2 separate regions of the Mus musculus genome follow, and region 1 is linked to region 2. The links are chromatin contacts, called in public promoter capture Hi-C maps. All regions are on one chromosome and are shown on one strand. The core of a region is the stretch at or near the end of the contact, and the rest is flanking DNA. Distances in the headings are between cores, read along the strand shown. Region 1 holds the start of Bcl9 (B cell CLL/lymphoma 9). Region 2 holds the start of Rfx5 (regulatory factor X, 5 (influences HLA class II expression)).

Evidence for each region. Capture Hi-C pulls out chosen DNA fragments and counts their contacts.
Region 1: a promoter capture Hi-C map of liver shows a contact between it and region 2, with 2.1 times the contacts expected there. The contact joins the promoter of Bcl9 here to the promoter of Rfx5 in region 2. A contact is called at or near these places in 1 of 39 promoter capture datasets (pre-B cells) and 1 of 9 other capture datasets (liver).

What each region holds. Positions count from the first base shown.
Region 1 is chr3:97,223,299-97,228,768 of GRCm38.p6, forward strand. It overlaps Bcl9 (B cell CLL/lymphoma 9), which reads right to left and starts at 4,066. Exons shown (of 10, transcript NM_029933.4): 1 at 3,920-4,066; 2 at 544-679.
Region 2 is chr3:94,950,869-94,955,921 of GRCm38.p6, forward strand. Rfx5 (regulatory factor X, 5 (influences HLA class II expression)) reads left to right here and starts at 3,240. Exons shown (of 10, transcript NM_017395.3): 1 at 3,240-3,383; 2 at 4,147-4,278; 3 at 4,484-4,517; 4 at 4,878-4,960. The coding sequence starts at 4,166.

The DNA of each region.
Region 1 (5,470 bases), core at 2,816-5,315, 2.3 Mb after region 2:
TTCCCAGAGCGCCAGCTACTCCCCTGTCCATCAGCCAGGGCCCTGGCACTACCCTTACTATTTAACATCTCGAAAACAGTGTCACTGCTATAGTTAGATAGGGAACTCCCCGAGGATGGTGTCAATCATCATCTTACCACCTGGTACCCAGGAAAACCCAGCAAACGTGGCTGACTGATGTATTACAGTGAGCTTGCTCCTCTTAGCTCACGTTCACACAAACCCAAGGGGACATGATAAACACCAGCTTTACTTCTCCCAGTCTGCTCTTCTCCTCCGCCTTCTGCAGCGAGGCAAACACAAGGCCCAGGTCACACAAAACCCAGGGGAGCGGCACTTTTAGTTGTGACTTGGATCTGCTTTAGATGAGTTGCACATTGGGGAACTTCTAGAATCAAGAGCAGCTCAGTGGGCTGGAAAGATGGCTTAGCCGAAAAATATAAGAGCAGCCCAGTTTTACCTTATAAGCAACCCCAGAGAGACAAAACTCCAACATGCTCAAGCTGATGTCACACAAGTTGCAGCTTAAGGTAAGGCTTTTACCTTTCAAGAGGTCCACTCCGCTTTGTCTTCTACATTGGGGCGGGGAGGAGCTTACAGGGAAGGAGAACTGTCACCTCACCACACAGGAATGGTTAGGTCAATGTGAAGTGACACCAGTTAGTCTCACATCCAAGTCCTAAGATGACAAGAAGAAAGGGAAAGTTCATATGCAAATTCACACCAACTCCAAGGAAAACTCCCCACTCCCCACTGCTGTGGCCGAATGGAGGGCACCTGGGGGAAGAAAGAAATGAGTCAAAAATGGGAAAAGGAGGCAACCCCCTTAAAACTTCAAGTACAAGTCAGAGAAAAGGGATAGGAAACCTAGGGAACTACATATGTAATGGGAACTTGGAAAAACCAAAACAAACAAAAGCATCCTTTGAGGTCTTGTTTTTACCCTTGTGTACAACCAGGAACGGCCAGCACAGGGTGCAAAATGACTTTTGGTTTTTCATGTGGTCTCTTCGTCCGTTCTTAGCATAATGAAGCTACTTAAAAATATCACAAAGCCCAAAGTGTAAGCAGCCTTAAGTTAACTTTCAAAAATCAGACTTGGGTAGCTCTTAACTCCATGATTCACAGCTCCCAAGGAATCAAGGAGAGGTGGCTTGAAGCCTTCAGGGGATAACACAGACCAGCATTTTGACTAATCTCTAAGTAACGTAGTTAGTGCAGCCTTCAACAGTGGGCGTAGCATCGGCAATAGTGGGACTGTGCCGCCAGCAGCACCACATCACATTAGTTAAAGACTCGATAATGTAATGACACATGTTCTTCCCTCGTCACTGCTTCAAAACCAGTCTCCTTAGACATGATTCTGTGTGTGACAAAGAGGCACACATTACCACGCTACCATGAACGTTTTGACAGCTCATCTGTACTTCTATGTTTTACATCTTGTGAATTTAGGAAACATTCTCAGATGGGACGCTGTATTGTTTTATTGCAGAGTACTGGGACAGAAAAACACTAAGAACCCCAGAGTAAGAACAAGAAAAGCGTCCAGAGACTTTGCTATCACATTAGTTGAAGCGGAGAGCAGAGAATAGGACCACCCACACTATCCCATGGCCGAAGAGGACTGACTAGGTAGGAAACCAAGAACTATGCCTTAGGCCACACAACACAGGGTGCCTGCAGTCTAGGCCAGCATCTACCTTCTCATACTCTGGGCTGACTTATGCTCAGTATTTACAATTACCATCAAACTCACTGTCCTCTCAGTAAACACTAATCTTTCAAAATGAATAGAAAACCCTAAATTCGGACAACAAAACAAGTGTACAGAACTCCCCTTTTTGTTCTTTAACCATATTACTGTGATTGTAAGAAAGTTGAATTTGGTCTGCTAGTGAGATAGCAGTAGGATTTTTAAAAAGTTATACTACATAATCACTCATCCTCAGAGGCCGTTCAAAGAACTTTCTGGACAGGCATTAACTGGCTAGACTGGAAGGCAGCTACGAGTGGCTGGAGCAGGCAGTCGCCACTCCATAAGCAGCCACACCAGGAAACACCAGAGATTTGTTCAAAGTAAGTCATCCAGAGAGCTACATCTTGATTCCAAGTTCAAGGCTTTTCACCACTGTGCCAGGTCACCATGATCCAATATTCAGCTGGTTACAATGCTTGCGAAATCACTGGGTCTTTCCCCCCCTAGCATTTTCTTTCCTTTTGAGTTTACAGCAGCAGGTATTTCTGAAGGCCACGGGGAAATAACCCATAGAAGAAATTCCATATATATAAGGGTTTTTTTGTTTTGGTTTGGTTTTTGTTTTGGCTTGTGCTGGCTAACTGGAATCAAGAACAAAACATTCCTTTTGCTCAAGAGCCAGTTCCATGATACTTGTTCTATAAATAGAAAACTATACAGAAACTGTGCTTCCATCTTTAGGCCAATGACTTTCCCATCCAACTATCATCTATGTTGAAATTATTATATCCAGCAACTGATTACAAAGACTTTCAAGGCTCAATATCCAACTTCTAGGTCATAAAGCTATCAAATGTCATATACACACTCATACATTCCTCAAAGCATGTTTGCAACACCGGAACTAAGAGACCCTCTTCTTAGTCCATCCCTGTCAATAGTATAGGCCTTTTCAAGAGAAGAGAGAAGACTTTGTTACTGGTCCCCAGGACCATCAGATTTGCACACAAACACTTCTTCATGATAAACTCCCTGGTGACTAGTGTCCAGTCAAAAACTTTCAAACCAACCAGACTTAAAAGCCTCCAAGTCACAGGTTCTAAACAAGTCTTACCTCCCAACATCTTGACTATTTCACTACCTACTCCTCACCTCCTGTAACTAATTCATCACTGTGTTCCCTACACAAGAGCCCAGGTCTCTGTCGCCAAAATAACCATTTAATTCCACAGTTTATCAAACGCTAACAAATGCACCATCAAATTGACTTTTTACATGGCCGCTGACGTCACTGTCAGGGGGTGACTTGTTCTTGCTTTAACTAAAGTGTAACTCTGTATCCACTGCATCCTGCCTTGGATTATGTCCACAGAGGCATATTTGCATCCATTTCACTACCCTACCTAATGACTTTGACTCCAATCTTGGCCTCAGAATAACTCTTTTAACATTTAAAAAAACGCCCTTCCTTACCTCCAGCAGACTAAGGCTCTTGGGGGACAGATTTCAAGCTTTCTTTCTCATCCTTGGCAGCTTTAACATAACGTTCCCAGCAGTACTACTACAGGCCGTGGTCCTTCCCTCTGGACTAACCACCAACTCTGCGACTTGTTTTCCTTAGGATAACTCCATTTCACCAAGCTCACCCAACACTTACCAGTGACATCTTAATAGTCTTTGCAACTTTCAAAGGCCAGCCAGCCTCTAGGGTTCCAATTTGAAAACCACTGGTGTGTTCTACGACCCTCACAATGACTCAGTGACCTAACTCATTCGTCGCCAACTCACCTGCTGGAACCCTTTACAACTCAAGACATTCCTCTAGGCTTTCACCTCCCCCAACCCTTCAACAAGTCACTGGCCTGCGGAGTCCCCTTTCTCCCCTCTACGCATCTCCCGGGTCTTACAAACTCAACCCGAAATTCCTAATTTCGCGCGCTCTTTCCTCTCCATCGCCCCTCCATCCCAAGACCCCGAGACGGTCATCTCCCCTCAGGTAACCTCTCCAAGCACAGCTTTGGGACACAACCTCTAAAACCCCGAGAGATGCCCCGGTCTCTCCCATAGCTCCCGAGGCTCCCCCGCCTCCCCCAACAGGTTCCTCCAGACTCAACTCGCCAAGCCAGCGCCCCGACCCCCGGAGGCCCCCCGGCCACACGCGCACGCGGACCCGGCCCCCGCCGCGCCGGCCCGCCCCTCCCCCTCCCCGGGGCCACTTACCCCGGGCCGGAGAGGGGGAGGGGCGAGCGCGGGCGGGAGCTGCGGTCCCCGGCTGCTCTCAGCCCCGGGGGGCCGGGGCCCGGACCAGCGGCAGCAGCAGCGCAGCGTCTCCCCCCGGCGGCGGCAGCGGCGGCGGCGGCGCCGTCCCACTCCCGCAGGCACACATAGGCTCCATTGTCCGCCGGTGCCTCCCCCTTTCCGGCTCCCCCTCCCAGGCCCGCCCCTTCCCCCTCCCCTCGACCCTCCCCCAGCCGCACCGTGCCACGAAAGGTACCGCGGGCCCCGCCTCGGACGCGAGCGGAGGCGCGCCCCTCCCCCGGCCCGCCCGGCGGGGAATGGGGCCCTGGCCCCGCCGCCGCCAGGGCCCGCCCCCTCCGGGGGAATGGCACCCGTCCCCCTCCCCGAAGGCGATCGATGGTACCAGCCCGCCGCGGCCTCCGCCCCCTCCCGCGCCTGGCTCAAGAGAAGCCGCCCGCGCCCCGCCCACCCACGGCCCCGCCCCGACGGCACCGCCTTCTGCTTTGCATGACCCCTCCCATCCAACCCCGCCCCGGCTAGTCACCGGGTCCCCCCGCGGTGACGCCCACTCCCCGGTTTAAAGCCACAGAACCCTCTTTTTCAACTAAAAGATCCTCCTGCAGGACCCACGGGGCGGGTGGTGCGGCGGGGAGGTTCTCTTCCTTCCTCACCCTCCTCCCGGCGCTCATTCACCCAGACTCCCCATGGCCTCCAGCAGTACTGGAGCCACCGAAGGGGATTAGAAAAGGCGCGGGAGGGGGAAGGGCAGAGTGGAATTTAGCCATCTTTGACAGAAACTAACTGGGAGCTGCAGAAGGAACCGATCTTCCTTCACTCGCCCGCCGTTCAGGGTCGGGCCTAGTCTTCAGTCTTCATGCCACCTCCTCGCACCTCTCCACTGCGATTCCGCCTTGCTTCCCCCAGCCCACCCATCCGCCCCTAGGTGTCCACTCTACCTTTGCCCGTGAGGGCTTTCTTCCCTCTGGAAAGCTGGTCCCCTCGGCTTGCACTCTTCTCCCTCTTCCCAGAACAGACTCTCTGGGGTCCTGCTGGCGCTGTGGCTAGAGCAAGGTCTCCTTCACCTCGGGCCCTGCCCCGCCCCGCCCTGCCTGGCCAGCACTACCTATGGTTTCCAGAGAGCACCTTCTGCCCCGGCCTCCAGGTCTTCTCCCAACCACAGTATCACTCACTTAATTTTATTTTTTGGAAGAGCTTTGATGTTGAGAATTCGAGGGCGACGCGTTCAGCACTACCCCTGTGAAGTTAGATGTTAGCTCATTAGGTAGCACTTTTTCACATCTTGGTTAATGCGCCTTGCTCAGATTCCTGTTATCCTTATTTTGTGGGGCCGTGTTACTGCCTTGACCAGCCATCGTTACTGTCTGCCCTCCCCACAAAACCCTACTAATCTTCGAGTTTGTACTTTGCGGAGTTGATCTTAAGGATTCTCCTGCAACTCTGTGCACTGGTCCAAAGCGTTTCTAACAGTTAAGTGGATTCTGTGTACCTGAGAATGTACAGTCTCCCCGAAGA
Region 2 (5,053 bases), core at 1,990-4,489:
AATGTATCCACTAAGCTTAGTAAAATGTCTAGCCTCCACCTACCCCAAAACTAAGAATGCTGGAAGGCACAGAGAAAAACCAAAGAAATACATTCTATATATGACTAGAAAGCCTTCCTAGCACAGCCTCATCTCCCTGCTCCCCCAAATTCCACAATTCTTGGTTTCCCCAGTACCAACAGATGCTAGTAGTTGTGTTTAAAATGGGCCTGGAGTCTCAAGAAAACAATCACATGTTCTAGTGTCTCACAAAAATGACCATGTGTTCTAGGGTCTGAAGAAAACAACCACATGTTCTAGCTTGTTTATTGCTGCAGTGATAGAACACTCTGACCTAAGGCACCGGGAGAGGAAAAACATTTATTTCATCTTTCACTTCTAGGCAACTATCTATCACTGAGGGAAGTCAGGGCAGGTGCTCCTGTAACTGAGTTTTTTCAAATCCTAATTTTAATGATGGTTCTTAAATGCTTTAACCTTCCTTTTGGCTTACCACTCACCAGAGGTAGTGGAAGATAAAGAATGGAGGGTGGGGGTGGGGGCGGGAGTGGATCTGTTTAAAAAGGTTCTTAGGAGCAACTCCTGTCTGTGTCCTCTGGAAATCAGCAGTTCGGTTCACAGGTTAGGAGGCAGCCGCAGCTCAGTCCACTTGCAAACACTTCATGAATACACCAGCAATTCAATTTGGTAGAGCTGGGTGGCTCGACCAATTAGAGACAGTCAGGTCTCAGCCTTGGCTGGAGTCAGCAGGAGGAACCAGGAGGAACACCAGAAGAAGTTCTTGCCTGTGCTTCTCAGGGAAGCAAAGATCATTGAAGATGCAAAACCCATAAGCATTGTACAGCTAGTTTGTACCAGCAAGCCAAGCTCCGTCTCCATTACTCTCTGGAGTCCTATTTATGCCCTCCAAACATCACGTGTCCTCCCCGTGCCTTGCCTCAGCACTTGCATCCAATCAGCCTGAGCCCTCGGAGTCCAGACAAATGGAGCTCAAATGCACAATGTAAGGCGGACCAATACATGCATGTTGTTAGCAAAGAATCCTTCACCATGCGTCCTTTCACGTGCTTGCTTTAGCAGAACACCTCTCTCTTTCTCTTGTGTCTGCTTCAGTGAAATGTTTCTTCACGAGTTTTTCTTAGTCTTCACCTGTGTCCACTTCAAGAAAACACTCCACGTGTTTGCCCCAGCAAAACACCATCCAACACAACTGACTTCCCAAAGAACCCTTACGTTTCCACTTCAAGCTCCAGCAGGAGCAGAGGCAGGAACCACAGAGGAGAGGTGCTTCCTGGCTTACTCCCCTACCCAACTTTGGGTCCCTTCCTTATACAGCCCAGGCCTGCCAACCTAGAGGTCCTGTGCCTCGTTCTGCGTGGTCAGGAGGCTGCCTCAGGTCTTGGTTGGGTACCCTCAAGCAGCACAGTATTAGCAAAGTGTGACTTTTAGCACAGGAAATGACTTCAACTCAGAGAGCAACCTTGAGCAGATTATCTCTAGGAAAAGACTGACTGGAGGGGGTCTGTCCAATGGCATCTTTCTTTACAGATTCCTTTAAAGAGAACTTGTTTGAACTCATTACCTCTTCCAAAGGAAAGATTCATGTCCACTTCTCACGGTAGGGGAAATGGGGGTCTCAGTCCGGGTGTGGGGACAGACCACGAGCACCTCCATCTTCCCCCCTCCTTTACAGAAGCACACCAGTCAGAACTGGAAATATGACTTGGGTGTCACATCTCTGCTGTGACAAGACTGTTGACCCGGGGACCACGAACACTTGAGAGAGGTACAAAAGCTTGCCCGTGCATTTTTCATCACGATTTCAACAAATCTTAACAAAGAGGGTTAAGCACCTGAAGGGAAAAGTTATCACAGTACTAAATTCTTTTTTCCTCTACTTGACCAAAATTCCAGTGTTCACCACCAAGCAGGGAACTCCAGGAGTGTGCCCCCTAGGAAGGAGATGAAGTACACCCAGGAAACGGAAACATGAATAGGCAAAGGTGGGCAAGGAGAAAATACAGAGGAGGACTAGAGGCTCAACAGACAGGCTTTATTCTAGAGCATACCTGCAGAGGGGGTGGGGCCAAGTGTCTAAAGTGGAAGGACCATACCATTTCCTTTTGTGTCAGCAGTTGCTATGGGTAGCGAGACAGACAGGGTCAGGCAACCAATAAACATCTCCTGTGGTTTACCCAGGTAGGAGGGGTAGGGTGAGGAGAAATCTGGAAAATGAGTTGGCATTAGCTTTGGCTTAACTAGAACGGAGGCACTTTATAAAATGGCGATACCACGGCTAACAACAGAGAAAAAAACATTTTCTCTTAATGTGGTACAGCTGCTAAGGATTTGCAGATTCTTTGTGGAATGAGGGGAAGCCTGCAATCCTAGAGGCTGTTGGCCACAGGGATGGGTAAGCAAAGAGGGAAGGACGAATGGTTCAACTTGTGTTATTTTATTTTATTAAAGTTACAGGACTTTATAACGAATTTCCATCAGTAGACATCATTTTCTAGCAAAAATTTAAAAATATCACCTACTGATTATTTCGGACAGCTCTGACAACCAAAGGCAACAATCAAACATGGTAGCTATCTGTGGCCATTCCATTTTGTAAAGCTCCCCAATTTTGTTTAAACAGAGTTCCTGAAACCTAAGAAATTTGGTTCTCACAACCAAAGTAACTTGCTTTTATAGATTCGTGCTTTCCACGTCCTTATCGACGCCCCAGTAATAGAGTTGTTTGGCTTTTTTTTAATCAAACCTTCTTACATTTTTAACTCATCTTATTCCCCAGCTACAACTAGCCAATCACTTTCCTACCCTGTAACTCCTGTCTGTGGTTCTTGGATCCTAGACGGCATCTACGTAAATCTTCCCAAGTAAAGCCCGCGGTCGATCCCTTATCCTCTTCTCGCTGATTTTACAACGCACAGGATCAGAAAGCAAAAGACCAGATGCTCCAGAAGCAGCCAAGCGCCCGGGCTTTCATCCTGCGGTCCCTTTAAGAACAGAACCCTTTCCGGGCCCGCAGACCTAACCGACCCCAGTTTTAACCGAAACCAACCTGGACTTCCCCCTCTTGACTCAAATAAGACTAACTTTGGATTTTCCCTCCCCTCTCGACCAATCATATTCTGTTACCAGGCAGACTTTCACTGCCTTCGTCTTGGAGGCAGCAACGGCCAATCACAGAGCAGGCCGTGCGTGTATCCAGGCAGATCGCGGCTGGCATAACCATTCAGAAAAAGGAAAAATAAAAGCAACGCACGAGCCCGCCGGCTGGGCACCGTGGGGCTGGGCAGGAGCTGAGGTAGCCACAGGGTAGTTTCTCTTTCTCTCTCACCTATCTAATGTCCGTGCTGGAAGGCGACGGTTCCGAGGTAGGAGGGGCAACAGCACTCCGGAGCTAGCAGGACCAGCTCCTTGCCCCTGCGCACGTGCCCGAATCTGGGACCCTGTTCCCCGCAGGGTTTCCTGCGCCCAGCCCCCTGAGTTCGGAGACCTAGCCCAGCACCTGGGGTTGGGGTGGAGGGGCCCGAGGGGAGTGGGGACGCTTCGGAGTGGGATGTCGTGGGATGACGTAGGGTCCGCGCCGCGGCGAGGGGGGCAGCGGGGGAAGCCGTGGCGAGACTCAGTAATGAGAACTTGGGCCCAGTTTTTTTCAAACCTGGAAAGGCCGAGTATGTTTGTATCCCTTCCGACCTTCCAGGCAAAATCAATGGCGAGGAGTCTATTAGAGGATCGGAGAACTTTGACTTGTCGTTATAGGTGTTGAGGGGGGGCGGCTGGAGGGGCTTGGGGGGGGGGGGGCTGGAGGTGTTGCAGCACTGGGAGAAATTGTAAGATTTCTTTTAACGTGGACTTCTCCACCCCTATCCCTTCCCATAACAGTTTTCCAGATTTGGGAGACTTCAAAAGGTGGGACATATAGAATGGAGATGTCAGAGATCTCTTTGGGTATACAAGGGCCTGATAAAGTAACAGAATAATTCTAATTTTAGAGAAGGCAAGTGGTGTGGAAAACCACTGGAGGAAGCTTTGCTTCTGTTTGTATTTCTGGGTAGAGACAGGAGGACTGCCTTGGGGTCTCTAGGAGAAAGGAAGCTTGGTAGTAGTTAAATCCTCAGCGATCTCCTCTCTCAGCTGTAGCCCTCATGCTGGGATGGCAGAAGATAAACCTGATGCTAAGAGCCCCAAGACTGGGGCAAGGCCCCAAGGTGGTGCTGACGCTGGAGAACCTACCACCCTCCTCCAAAGGCTCCGAGGTACCATTTCGTAAGTAATTGTCTCTGTCTCCAAACCCTGTTCCAGACCCAGCTGTAGATCCTTGTTGCCCTGCACTCCTTCCTCAGGCAAGTGTTTCAGAGCAGGCAGGCTGAGGTCTGTGGTCCGTAGCTGTTTGGTCCTTTTTCTGTCTCTAGCAGTCAGACAAAGGGATGGGGAAACCTTGTGACCTCCAGCTTTCTCTTCTTCTCCACAGCAAGGCCGTGCAGAACAAAGTAGAGGGAATTCTGGTAAGCATGCTGGGAAGGGACAATACAGGTGCCATCGCTGAAGGGTAAGGGTGATGTTGATGTGAGAGAATAAAGGTTCATGGGGGAGAGGCGGTGCTGTCCACGTGTGAGGATCATACTTTATCCTTCTGTGACCTATGTAGGAGATGAAATCAGACCCAGCCCCTTGCCCTTTCTCCCGTTCTCTCCATGACAAGCCCATAAGGTTGCCAGCACAGTGAGCACCCAACCTCAAGTCATTTCTTAGGTCCCCTTTCATTCTGACAACCTGACATCGAGTCAGCTGGTATGGTCGAGCTCAGAAGATCATTCACTGGACCCGTGGCTTCATTTCTCCACCTCTGTTCCCTTCTGCCTCAGCAAGAAGTACAGAAATTCTCGGACAACGACAAGCTGTACCTCTACCTTCAGCTCCCATCGGGGCCCAGCGTTGGCGAGAAGAGGTACTTTGGTGGTAGTGTTTATATGTCACAGGTTCTGATTTTGAGTCTCACTGTATTGAGTCAAAAAGTAGGAGATGAGGACGAGGAGGCTGG